3 separate regions of the Mus musculus genome follow, and regions 2 and 3 are each linked to region 1. Evidence: chromatin contacts called from public promoter capture Hi-C data. All regions are on one chromosome and are shown on one strand. Each heading gives the region's core, a stretch centred on a gene start, on an enhancer-like site or on the middle of the called end of the contact. The rest is flanking DNA. Distances are from core to core; before and after follow the strand shown. Region 1 holds the start of Uba6 (ubiquitin-like modifier activating enzyme 6). Region 2 holds the start of Ankrd17 (ankyrin repeat domain 17). Region 3 holds the start of Cox18 (cytochrome c oxidase assembly protein 18).

Region 1 (3,569 bases), core at 309-2,808:
CTGAGTTGGAGGCCAGCCTGGTCTACAAAGTGAGCTCCAGGACAGCCAGGGCTATTCAGAGAAACCCTGTCTCGAAAAACCAAAAAAGAATAGAAACCCTTAGACAAGGTCCTTCCATACAAAATGTATGTTTTCTTAGGTATCATCTTCCTTAGAGTTTTAAAATGTGTTGAAGTTAATTTCACTAACTGTTGCTATGTGCAGTGCTTGCTGTTGAGATTTTTAGAGCAACCAGACACTAACTGCACTGTAAGCACCTCATATAATAAAGTCAGCATATTCACACAACATATACTAAAACTATATATAAACCTGTAGTATCCTATCATTTTGTTTCTATTTTACACACTTTATTGCACTTGCTATTCTATGTTACACACAATGACTTAGGTGGATTAAAGTTCTGACTAAAAATGAGAACGGGGTTATGCTCAGCCGCTTAATGGCTATGGCCAACACTTAAAAAGCTCTGTCTCAATGATTGTTTCGAGAATATGTTCAAAAACAGTCACGCCTGATTGCACATACTTGTAATCTCAGAAATTCAGACGAGGAGGGAGGAAGCCATCTTTGGCAAACTTGGAGCCAGCCTCAGAATCAATATAATAATAATAATAATAATAATAACAACAACAACAACAACAACAACAATAACAAATCATCTGTAAGAGCAACTAAGGGGCAGATATTTGTATTCAATAATATTTCTTAAGTCGATTTTGGCAGCATTGGCCAGGGCAGACAATACTTCCATCCAGTCCTTGAAGTATATGTCTCAATGTGCAATGTAAAGCTAGTAACGTAAGAAATCCATCACTTCTATATTTGGTATGTAATAGTCATATACTGGGTAGGATACAAGCGGGGCTTTCTTAACTGTAAGATGACCAAAAGAGAACTAACGCAAACACTGGAGAGAGTATACCAGGACCCCAACCCCGGAATTTTTGCAGGCTGAGAAAGAAAAACTCCAAGATCCTCAGCGGGAAATAATCCTAGGAACCTTGGGCCCCGCCCCGCGCTCCAACACCCCCGTAGTAAACAGAGAGGATTCTCGGGGTGTCCACACTGCAACGGATTCATCCTGACTTGAGCTCTCAAGAACAGTTTTCCTAAGGAGCACGGCTGGAGGAGGATAGTGCTCCGTGGCGCTGAAGGAAGTGTGCCAAGCAACAGGGGCCACAACCCTCTCCTGAATGACTGGCCGCTCAGAAGTAGTGACCTGAGGGAAGGATGCTGGACCCGACCCGGGAAGAGCCGGTCTCCTCAGAGGAGCGGAGCTGGAGCAGCGAGGGCAGCGCCCACGCCGCCACACCCACCGCCCGCCGGCTCGCTCGCTCGTTCGCCACCTCGCTAGCTCCCTGTGGCTCCGCGCGGCCCCGTGGCCTCCGCGCGCTCCGAGCCGCCGGAACGCGAGAACGGAGCCCGCGTCGGCGTTCCTCCGCTCCTTCCCGCCCAGCCTGCCCCGGGCCAGGCCTCTCACCCGCAGGCTCCCCAGGAGGAGCAGGACGCCTCTTCACAGGAAAGCACAGCCAACGGCTCGGACCGCTCCATCGCCTTCCGACAGACTGACTGCAGCGAGGCGGGGAGGCAGGCGAGGGGGCGGGGCCGCGAGGGTCAAGGGGCGGGCGGCGACGTCACCAGGGGGAGGAGCTGGGGAAAAGTACGCCCAGGACAGGGTTTCCAGTCAGCCCCTGGGACACCTGACTTCCGGTTGGGGCGGGGCAACGGGGCGCGCTTCCTTGCAGGTGAGGGGAGTGCCTACGTGAAGGCTGCTGAGCGCTGAGGGCAAACGCGGAACCAAAACGCGTCACTTCCGGCTGTGAGAGCGTACCGCTCCAGGGGGCTCGACAGCTACCAGATGCTGTTGCCTTGCAAATCCAGAACTGTTACAGTGCCTTGAGGAGATCGCTTTTCTGAACAACAACAACAAAAAGAGGACATTTCCAGGCTGGGATTCCACTTAAAGATTCCATTTAAATTGTTTTGAACATCTATTACTGATCTCTGTAGTCAAGTGACTAAAAAGAGCTGTAAAATTTGGCACTTTCATTTTAAGGGAGGAAAAACAAGGAACTCAAATGATATGATCAAAGACATACAGCCAGTAACTCATATTACCAGTTCTCTGATTGCCGATTTCTCATCTAATTCTTTTTTTTCATTCATTCTCATTTTACCATTTTTAGAAAACAATTGTGTACACACAGTACAATTAAGAATCTTTGTTGTTGTTTTTTTTCGAGACAGGGTTTCTTTGTGCAGCCCTGGCTGTCCTGGAGCTCACTCTGTAGACCAGGCTGGCCTCGAACTCAGAAATCTGCCTGCCTCTGCCTCTTCCTCCCAAGTGCTGGGATTAAGTGTGTGCCACCACGCCCAGCTATTAAGAATCTTTCTAACTGGTGATGTGTTTGACGAAACACTAGCCCAATTTTAAAAATCCGTGTTTGATTATAGACATAGGGCAGCGTTCTGTAAAGTATAACAGGTTTTACTTCAAAATTGTCTTGAAATCACAAAAATGATTTTAGGGTTGGTGGTCACCACAGCACGAGAAGTTGTATGAAAGAGTCACAGCATTATCAGTGAGAACACAGTAGCTTCTCCGGGCAGAGGAACTTTGCTGTATGTTAAAGCATGTTTTTATATTTTTTACTAGCTTTGTGTCTTGACTTTTTCTGTATCTGTTACTGCTATTAGGGAAAATAAATTTTTATTTCCTTAGTCCAAGGAGACCATGGATTTAAGGGAAACTTTTCTAACTTAAAAACTATCTGTCCCTGTTGTATGGCTTGATTGAAAAAAAAAAAAAAAATGTGGCTCCCAACCAGGCAGCATACACTAGCTTGAGGCCCTTGACACATGTACAGCAGAGGACTGCCAGGTCTGGTCTGAGTGAGAGACTTGAGGCCCCAGGGAGTGAGGAGGTCTGGTGGGGAAGGGTGGGGGAGGGGCATCCTCTCGAAGAGGGAAAAGGAGGAGGAGGAGGAGGAGGAATGGGATGAGGAACTGCCAGAGGGCAGACCTGGAGGGGGACTGGACTGTTAAAAAAAAAAAAAAAAAAAAAAAAGATTTAAAAAAAGTAAAATACTAATACTACTAGTATGGCTCAATGCCTGTCATGTCCACTCCTATTCGTTCTCAACCCTGGTGTTAGCTGTCTCTTGTCTTCTTGTCTCTGTCTGTGCTGAGCTGCATCCTAACGCTGCATGTAATCATTCTACTTGCAAACATTTGTTTCTGAATAATTTCAGATTTACAGAAAATTTAGAAAGATAATAGAGAATTTATCTGAATTCTTCAAATAACTTGCCCATTTTGTATTTGGGTGCATTTTTCATGACTTAGAAATTGATATTTGTGTGATACTTAAATCCATACATTTTACTAAGATACCACAGGTTTTTCTGCTAACCATTCCCCTCAGAATCCATTCCAGGATAACAGGAAACATTTACGATGAGCTGATATTACCAAATTTTGTAGGTGAATACTGTGATGTGTATTTTCCTGAAACACATATGCCTGTGCAAATTCTGTAAATCAAAATGTTTACATTATAAATTATA
Region 2 (3,569 bases), core at 696-3,195, 4.2 Mb after region 1:
AGGCCCAATAGAAATAACAGAAGGGACAAGTTTGGAGGTATATATATTCCTACTCTTAGAACTTTTTTCTACGATGTAGCTTCATCTAAGGTTAGGGAAAAAATGTTTGTCTTATTGCTAACAGGTGAGCCTCAAGTCTCTTTCCAAGGTCTCTACATAAACAGAACCTGGATGGGAAAGAAGAAATCAAATTAACTCAAAAGCAGCCTTTTACCAGGCTCTAGTGTGGCACGCAGTATTTCTGGATAATTCAATTAGTCTTCTCTTTAGAATCAACTTTTACAGCTTCTTTCCCTCTGCTGCCTCGAGTTACTATTTCCTCCATATTTGGGTGTTTAAAGCTTCCATTTCCTAATATTGACAAAAGGGTTTGTTCTAAAAGAACTAACAACTGGTAGGTCATAGTTTGCTATCAGTATGGTTCATTAAGCTTTTGGGTTAAAAGGAATAAGGTCCTACAACGCCGCCTGTCTGTAGACCCAGGAAAAACTATAAGGAGTTATGAAACCAGATCACTAGAACATAAGGCCTCCCTATCCCAATCACAACCATGCCCGGGTGCAAAACAGACACTTCATCCCTGCTTACTTTACAATAGATAAATAAATAAAGTTAATTAAATAAAAGCGGGGTATGGTTTGATTATTTCTTATTAAGGGAGAACCCGATGGATTATTACACATACACGCAGAGCACCTAACAATTTTTACGTACTAAGTCACTTGTAAACGCATATGGAGGGATAGAAGATCGGCTCATCCATAAATCTTTCACAAATCGAGGAAGCGAAGAGTACTTCAGCAGCCACGAGTTTAGAGAGAGAGAGAGAGAGAGAGAGAGAGAAAGAGAAAAGAAAAAGCCCTGCAGCAAAACAGTATGGAAAAGTACAGCCTCTCACGTGTCTCTCCCAGATACAAATACTTAGCTCCGAGTCCATTACAATCTTACCGCCCCTCCACAACTGCTCCCGGCCACCTTCCACTGACAGAAAACTACCAAGCTCGCAGTCGGTCCCCCGGAGACTCTCCTACCTATTATCTTACCCCTCCCGCTTTAGCTCCGCCCCCGCCCCGGGAATGAGGTGGCCTTACTGGCCCCAGAGAGACCACCCTTCGGCCCCAAAGTGCCACCCGGGAATCCGACCAATCAATCCCTCCACCCTTCACCCTGCGAAGCAGCATCCTCGGCTAGCCAGCTTCTCGGCAACTCCGTGCACTCTCCGGTCCTCCCACCCCCACGTGTCAGCTACCCTCCCCCACGTCCCCACACCTCACGACTCAGGCCGAGCAAAGAAAGGGGGCAGCCGAAAGCCCGGTCCCTCAGGGCAGATCGTAAGCCCCGAGGGCTCGGTCCCACCGCGAGTCCCCTCCCACCTTAGGCCCTCCACGGTCCCTTCCGCCCTCCTCGAGGTGAAACCAGGCCCTTGCCTCAGAAACCTCCTCTTCCTCGTCGTCGTCGTCCTCCTCTTCCTCGCTGTTGTTGCTGCTGGTGCCGCCGCCTCCTCCTCCTCCTCCACCGCCACCGCCGCCGCTGTTGTCGCTGTCGCTGCTGCTTTCGCTGCTGCTCGGGGGTCGGCAAGTCCGGTTCCGCTTGGCCTTGTGGTGCGGCGGCTGCTGCTGCTGCTGTTGCTGCGGTGGCTTCTTCTTCAGGAGCAGGTCGCAGACTCGCACCATCCCACGAGGAGAAGAGGCCGGGCGAGCCCCGCCGCCGACCTCCGCCGCCGCCGCCGCGGGGGGGGCCGCCACTGCCGCCGCCGCCGGGGGACTCCCTTCTCCCTCAGCCGCCGCCGGAACCGTCGCCTTCTCCATCCCCGCGGGAAGAGGGGGTGGGGGACGCGGACGGGGGAGGGGCGTGGGGGGGCTCCGCTCTACCGCGACTTCGGTCGCGCCGGGGCCGACACAGCGCTCCGGGCCGCCGCCGCCGCCACCGCCTCGGTCACCTCTACTGCCGCCGCCGCCGCCGCCGCTCCGCCAGCTCTCACCTCGTCTCGCGATACTAAGGGCGGGGAGCTTGGCGGAGGGAGGGAGAGAGGGAGGGAGGGAAGGGAGGGAGGGAGAGAGAGCGGGAGGGCTGAGGGGGGGCGAGGCGGAGCGCGAACGCCGTGCCCGGGAAAGCCGAGCAGGCGTCCGGAAGGAGCCGCCGGGGGAGTGCGCCTGGAGTGGCTTCCTCTGGGGAGACCGAGTCTGAGCGGGGACCGCAAGCAGGGACCGCGGGCGGGCGGGCGGGCGAGCGAATGAACGAGCGAGCGAGCAAGCGGGCGGGCGAACGAGCGCCTGGGTGGCTTGTCTTCTCCGCGCTACTTCCCCCACACACACAGCCCTGCAGCCCTCCCTCCTTCCTTCCTGGCTTCGTATTAGAACGCAGCCGCAGGCGGAAGCGCGGGTGACGCCATCAGCCGGCGCCGCGGCGGCCGCGCGAGCGCGGAGCCCTGCCTGCCTCTCCCAAGTGCAGACTCCAGGGCCGGGGAGTGGGCTCCCCCGCGAGCGAGCGAGCGATCGAGCGTGCGTGCGTGGGCGCAGGGAAGCAGAGGCAGTGGGATGGCGAGCAGTGGGGCCCGGGCTAAGTCGGGGGCGAGCGCAGAAGCGCGGGGGAAGCTGGGCGAGCGCGAGGCCTGGCCCCTCAGATCCGGGAGGTGGGGCCTCGCCCCGGACCTCCTGGATGGACTTTTCCTGCCTGGCCATTTTCTCCACCGCCTAAGCCAGAGAGCATTGGATCTTCCGAGAGAACTTCGTGAGAGGAGAGAGACTGAAGTCAGGTCCAAAAGAAAACTGTTTCCCCTCCACCATCCCTTGGAGCGATCACGTCCTCACTTAGAAAACTCTTGTCCGAGTTTGAGTCTCGGGTCCTAGGCTTCCTAAATCTGACTATTTTGTACACCTTTGTAATGTGCAGGAACGGAATCTAGTGATTTTTAAGACTATACACTTCCGAAGAGGTGGGTGTGGGAGCTGGGCCATCATCGTATGCATTTCTCGGTCTGGATTCTGAGATCATTTTGAGTACTTAGAAAACTTGCAGACCGATTGAAATGTAGCTTTCTTCTTCAAACAGACGTCTCCAGTGTAGCCCAGGCTAGCCTTGAACTGGCGATCTTCCTGAGATTATATGGGTCTGTACACCACCGTGTCATGTTTATGTAGCTTATTGAACTCAGAATTAGCCATTTCTGGGCTAGTACGAGTAGTGACATAAGGAAAATAAAGCAAACATCAAAGACAGATGTACTGGCACAAGATAAAAAAGTCCCTCAACTGACAAAGTTACCATTTTAAGACTTCTAAGTTTAGCTGAGTGCCTGATTTATTTTATTTATTTTTTAATTTTTTTTTTTTTTTGCATTTTCTTTTTAGTACTGGCATACCATATGAAATGTGGGCAGTTGCCAGTACACTACGGAGTACCACAGACGAATTGGTGATGACTAAATCAATTCATTGAGGCAAAACTTCATGTGTCTACTGTGTGTGTTATCTCTGAAATCAGAGTCTGTGTTTCCAGGGGCTTCTCTGTGTGTAATAGTAAATATACAAAATGCTAAACATCTGCCTAAAGCTGAGTTCCAGTATACA
Region 3 (3,569 bases), core at 423-2,922, 4.1 Mb after region 1:
TTTTCCACCTAACTAAAGAAAAAAGTTGTTTGATGAGTTCATAAAGGATCTTTACTGATAACTACTGCATGGTTAGCTTCAGCTGTCAACTTGGCACATCCAGAAGAAAGGGCCTTCAACTAAGACATTTCACCCATCAGATTAGCCTATGGGGCATTTTTTAATCACTAATTGACATGGAAGAACACAGGACACTGTGTGCCACCAGCCCCAGGCATGTGAACGTGAGCTGTATAAAAAGCCAGTAAGCAGTGTTCCTCCAAGGACTCTGCTGCTGTCCCTGCTCTGTAATGCCTCCACAATAGACTATATAACCTACAAACCACATAATCCCTTTCCTCCCCCACTCAGCATTTGGTCAGGACAACCAAACTCACAGTTCTAGTCTCTGTTCCCTAGACCATATACAAATGTTGTTTACTGATCACACTTGTAATCGAAAACATTTAAGAAAACTCTATTAGATATTAGTTTGCTTAAAGTATCTTTGACCCCAGATTTAAATTCCTTGCCTGTACATCTATCTGCGTGATCTTGGCAACCATACTGAGTTAAACCAACTGCAACTTCTTGGTTATGGGTACCTGATGTTTTCTGTTTCTGGCTGTGCATAACCTGAAATCCTGATTCCCAGTATGTAGCATATCTAACAGCACCTCCTCCATAGGATTTCGAGTAAATGAAAACTGCATCCTGGTTCTTACTGTTCCATCCCTACATTTCCCAGGAGAGAGAAAACAGCATTCCAGTGTTAACACCTCACTGTGAATGCTTCCTGGCTCAATGCTGCTGCTCCCTTCCTGGCAATCCTCTGTGACTCAAATTAAAATCTTGACTTACCCCACCCCCACCCCCAGGCACAGCCATGGGGGAGGTAACGTTATACCAATTCCACTGAACAGAGTTCCTAAAAAGCCAACTCGAAGTTTCAATCCATCAGATACAGGGTAGTAGGTGGTAGGCCCAGAGGAAGAATTCATGTCTGGAAACTGCTAACTTAGTGATACCTTTCTAGTAATAAAGAGCAGTATCAATAGTGACAAATGATGCTGCAGACTCTTAAAATGTTTATGACCCTAATGTTTCAGGTTCCTCCGTGCCATTTCTTCTGAATATTGGTCTCAACCGAACATTTGGGAGGCACTTGTATTTCGAATAAATACTTGGTAGGTCGGGTGAACTGGAAGGTACTCGAGTCACCAACCATCATTTAACATGCAATGCTAACTAAATTATTTTAGCCTCCATGTTAACACTAGCAGGCAGGCAGCACGGGGACCGACGCCCCTCACCTTAGCCAGGATGTAGTGCTGATAGGCGGCCAGGGGCAGAGTGACAGCACCGCGCAGGGCAACGGTGCTGAGTATGATGTTGCTCCACCAGGGGAGGCCGGTAGCCTCCTGCGCGCCCAGCAGCACTTCCTCCGCGGTGCGCACCGGCGCCGACGCTGCCAGGGCCTCATACCAGCCACCTGGAGAGGCCGCAGACACCGAAGCGGCTGCCCATACCGGAAGGGCTGGGAGCCGCGCGCTGCTCCAGGCGGGCGGTGATCCCGGTGCCGGGAGCCGCAGGGTGGGCAGCGACCTGAGCCACCCGGCACACGACCGGCACAGCATGGTTACACGGAGCGGGCGGCCAACTAGAGCACTAGCACCAGGAGGTTGCGCGCATGCGCGAACCCGAGGCCACGCCTGACCTTCCCAGCCGAAAGCCCTGTCCAGTGTCGCGCTAGAGATGACGTAAGACTCCGCCTTTCCCACGCGGCAATGAGCCGCTTGAGGCTCTCTTAACTCCTTTCCTTGCTGGGGTGGAGTTCAGAGCGGGAACCGGAACTGCAGGGGTAGGCGGGGCGAGCAAACTGCCTTGCTGTTGAGTTTCAGTTTCCACTCAAGGAAATTGTGGCTTGAGTACTTTTTGTGACTCGGCTGTTTCCGCCCAAGGCGCGCAGCATCTATCTCCGTTTTCTCTACGCACTGCTGAAACACCTACTTTGGGAATAGTGTTTCTGGCTCGGTCAGTGTTAAGTCTGCGTCCTTTATCCCCCTAGGCAGCTCTACTTTATAATAAGACCTAAATGTCTTTATCTGTTCCGGTTAGCATTCTGTATTCCTTTATAAACAGAATGCAGAAATGCCGAGTGGTGGCGCACGCCTTTAATCCCAGCACTTGGGAGGCAGAGGCAGGCGAATTTCTGAGTTCGAGGCCAGCCTGGTCTACTGAGTGAGTTCCAGGACAGCCAGGGCTATAAAGAGAAACCCTGTCTCGAAAAACCAAAAAAAAAAAAAGAAAAGAAAAAAACGAAATAAATAAATAAGAAGAAGAATCACCATCATAATAAGGAGCAGGGAAAAATACTATTTTTCATTTTACAAAATGAATTCCATCAACAGCACAATTTTGCTTCAACGGTTAAATGGAATGCACAGGGCTTTTAACAACTGTGTGTTTTTCACATTCGTGTTCCTGTCAACAGAAAATAAATGGAACAACGAAGTGCCCACTCCTAGGGTAGGCCAAAGTGAATTGAGTTTTTAGAAACCTCTCCCATGTTTGGTAAAGCCAAACTGTGGACACTGTCCTCTACTTTATTGAACACCTACCAAAGCTGTCAGATAGCGTATTTTCTGAAACTTGGGTAACCTGCCTTTAGTTCCCATAGCATAATCCCTTTTAAAAACAGCTCACTTATCTCTTGCTAGTTTAAGAAACCACCGTATTTCCATAAAACTGTTAATATCCAGTAGGCCCTTCCAAGATGGCCTTAAGCCAGAGAAGTTACTTAAAAACAACTCCCCCAAGTCCCAACTTACCATACATGAGAACCTAGAATTAATTCTCAACACTGGGAAAGTAGGTAAATTTATTATGTGTAATAAATAAGCCTGTTATTTGTAGATCTATTGTTCACAAACCCTAAACCAAAAATTTCAAGCAGTTATTAAAATCTTTAACAATTTTTTTCTACAGCTACAGGTAACTGACAACCTCTTCTGATAAAACTGCACACCTGCATTCATGTCAAAGTAATGGAAATAAATTTAAAAACTAAACCCATATATTGTTATGTGAACTAAACTTCTTAATACTTATTTTGTGATGTTGCATATATGAGCATATTTAACTTTTTGTCTTCTTAATAATGTGCATATGACGTGTCTGTAAATCTAACACTAACCCTGAGGAGGAAACTCATGTGGTATCAGAGACCACTTGAGAATTCTAAGGATTGGATTGAGGTTATCAGGCATAGCTTTATGCCTCCCCCATAGGCCCTTGAGATATACAATATGTTCTCTCTGTAGCACAGGCTATTCAAGGACTCACTGTAATTCAGGCTGAAGTGTACTTTTGAGAAAACCTCATGCACTAGTGCCTGAGGGAGGCAAAGGGAGGTTAAGAATTCAAGTCTGGGTCTCTCCCAAGATCCTTCTCTGAACACCTAAAAATTAAGGGGCCACCGCTTGCAATAGCTCCCTGAAATATATATAAAATATATAAATGTTTCTGTATATAAATGTGTATAAATACACACACACTTCTCAGTACTTGCCATCAATTTTTTCAATTTT

Evidence for each region. Promoter capture Hi-C pulls out the DNA fragments that hold promoters and counts their contacts.
Region 2: a promoter capture Hi-C map of pre-B cells shows a contact between it and region 1. The contact joins the promoter of Ankrd17 here to the promoter of Uba6 in region 1. A contact is called at or near these places in 2 of 39 promoter capture datasets (cranial neural crest and pre-B cells) and 1 of 484 Hi-C or Micro-C datasets (B cells).
Region 3: a contact with region 1 is called in a promoter capture Hi-C map of pre-B cells. The contact joins the promoter of Cox18 here to the promoter of Uba6 in region 1. A contact is called at or near these places in 2 of 39 promoter capture datasets (cranial neural crest and pre-B cells) and 1 of 484 Hi-C or Micro-C datasets (B cells).

Annotation. Positions count from the first base shown.
Region 1 is chr5:86,171,185-86,174,753 of GRCm38.p6, forward strand. It overlaps Uba6 (ubiquitin-like modifier activating enzyme 6), which reads right to left and starts at 1,559. Exons shown (of 33, transcript NM_172712.2): 1 at 1,484-1,559. The coding sequence starts at 1,554.
Region 2 is chr5:90,364,240-90,367,808 of GRCm38.p6, forward strand. It overlaps Ankrd17 (ankyrin repeat domain 17), which reads right to left and starts at 1,946. Exons shown (of 34, transcript NM_030886.2): 1 at 1,428-1,946. The coding sequence starts at 1,808. It overlaps Gm9958 (predicted gene 9958), which reads left to right and starts at 2,758. Exons shown (of 1, transcript NR_045618.1): 1 at 2,758-3,569.
Region 3 is chr5:90,222,324-90,225,892 of GRCm38.p6, forward strand. Cox18 (cytochrome c oxidase assembly protein 18) reads right to left here and starts at 1,673. Exons shown (of 6, transcript NM_001033310.3): 1 at 1,293-1,673; 2 at 1-8. The coding sequence starts at 1,616.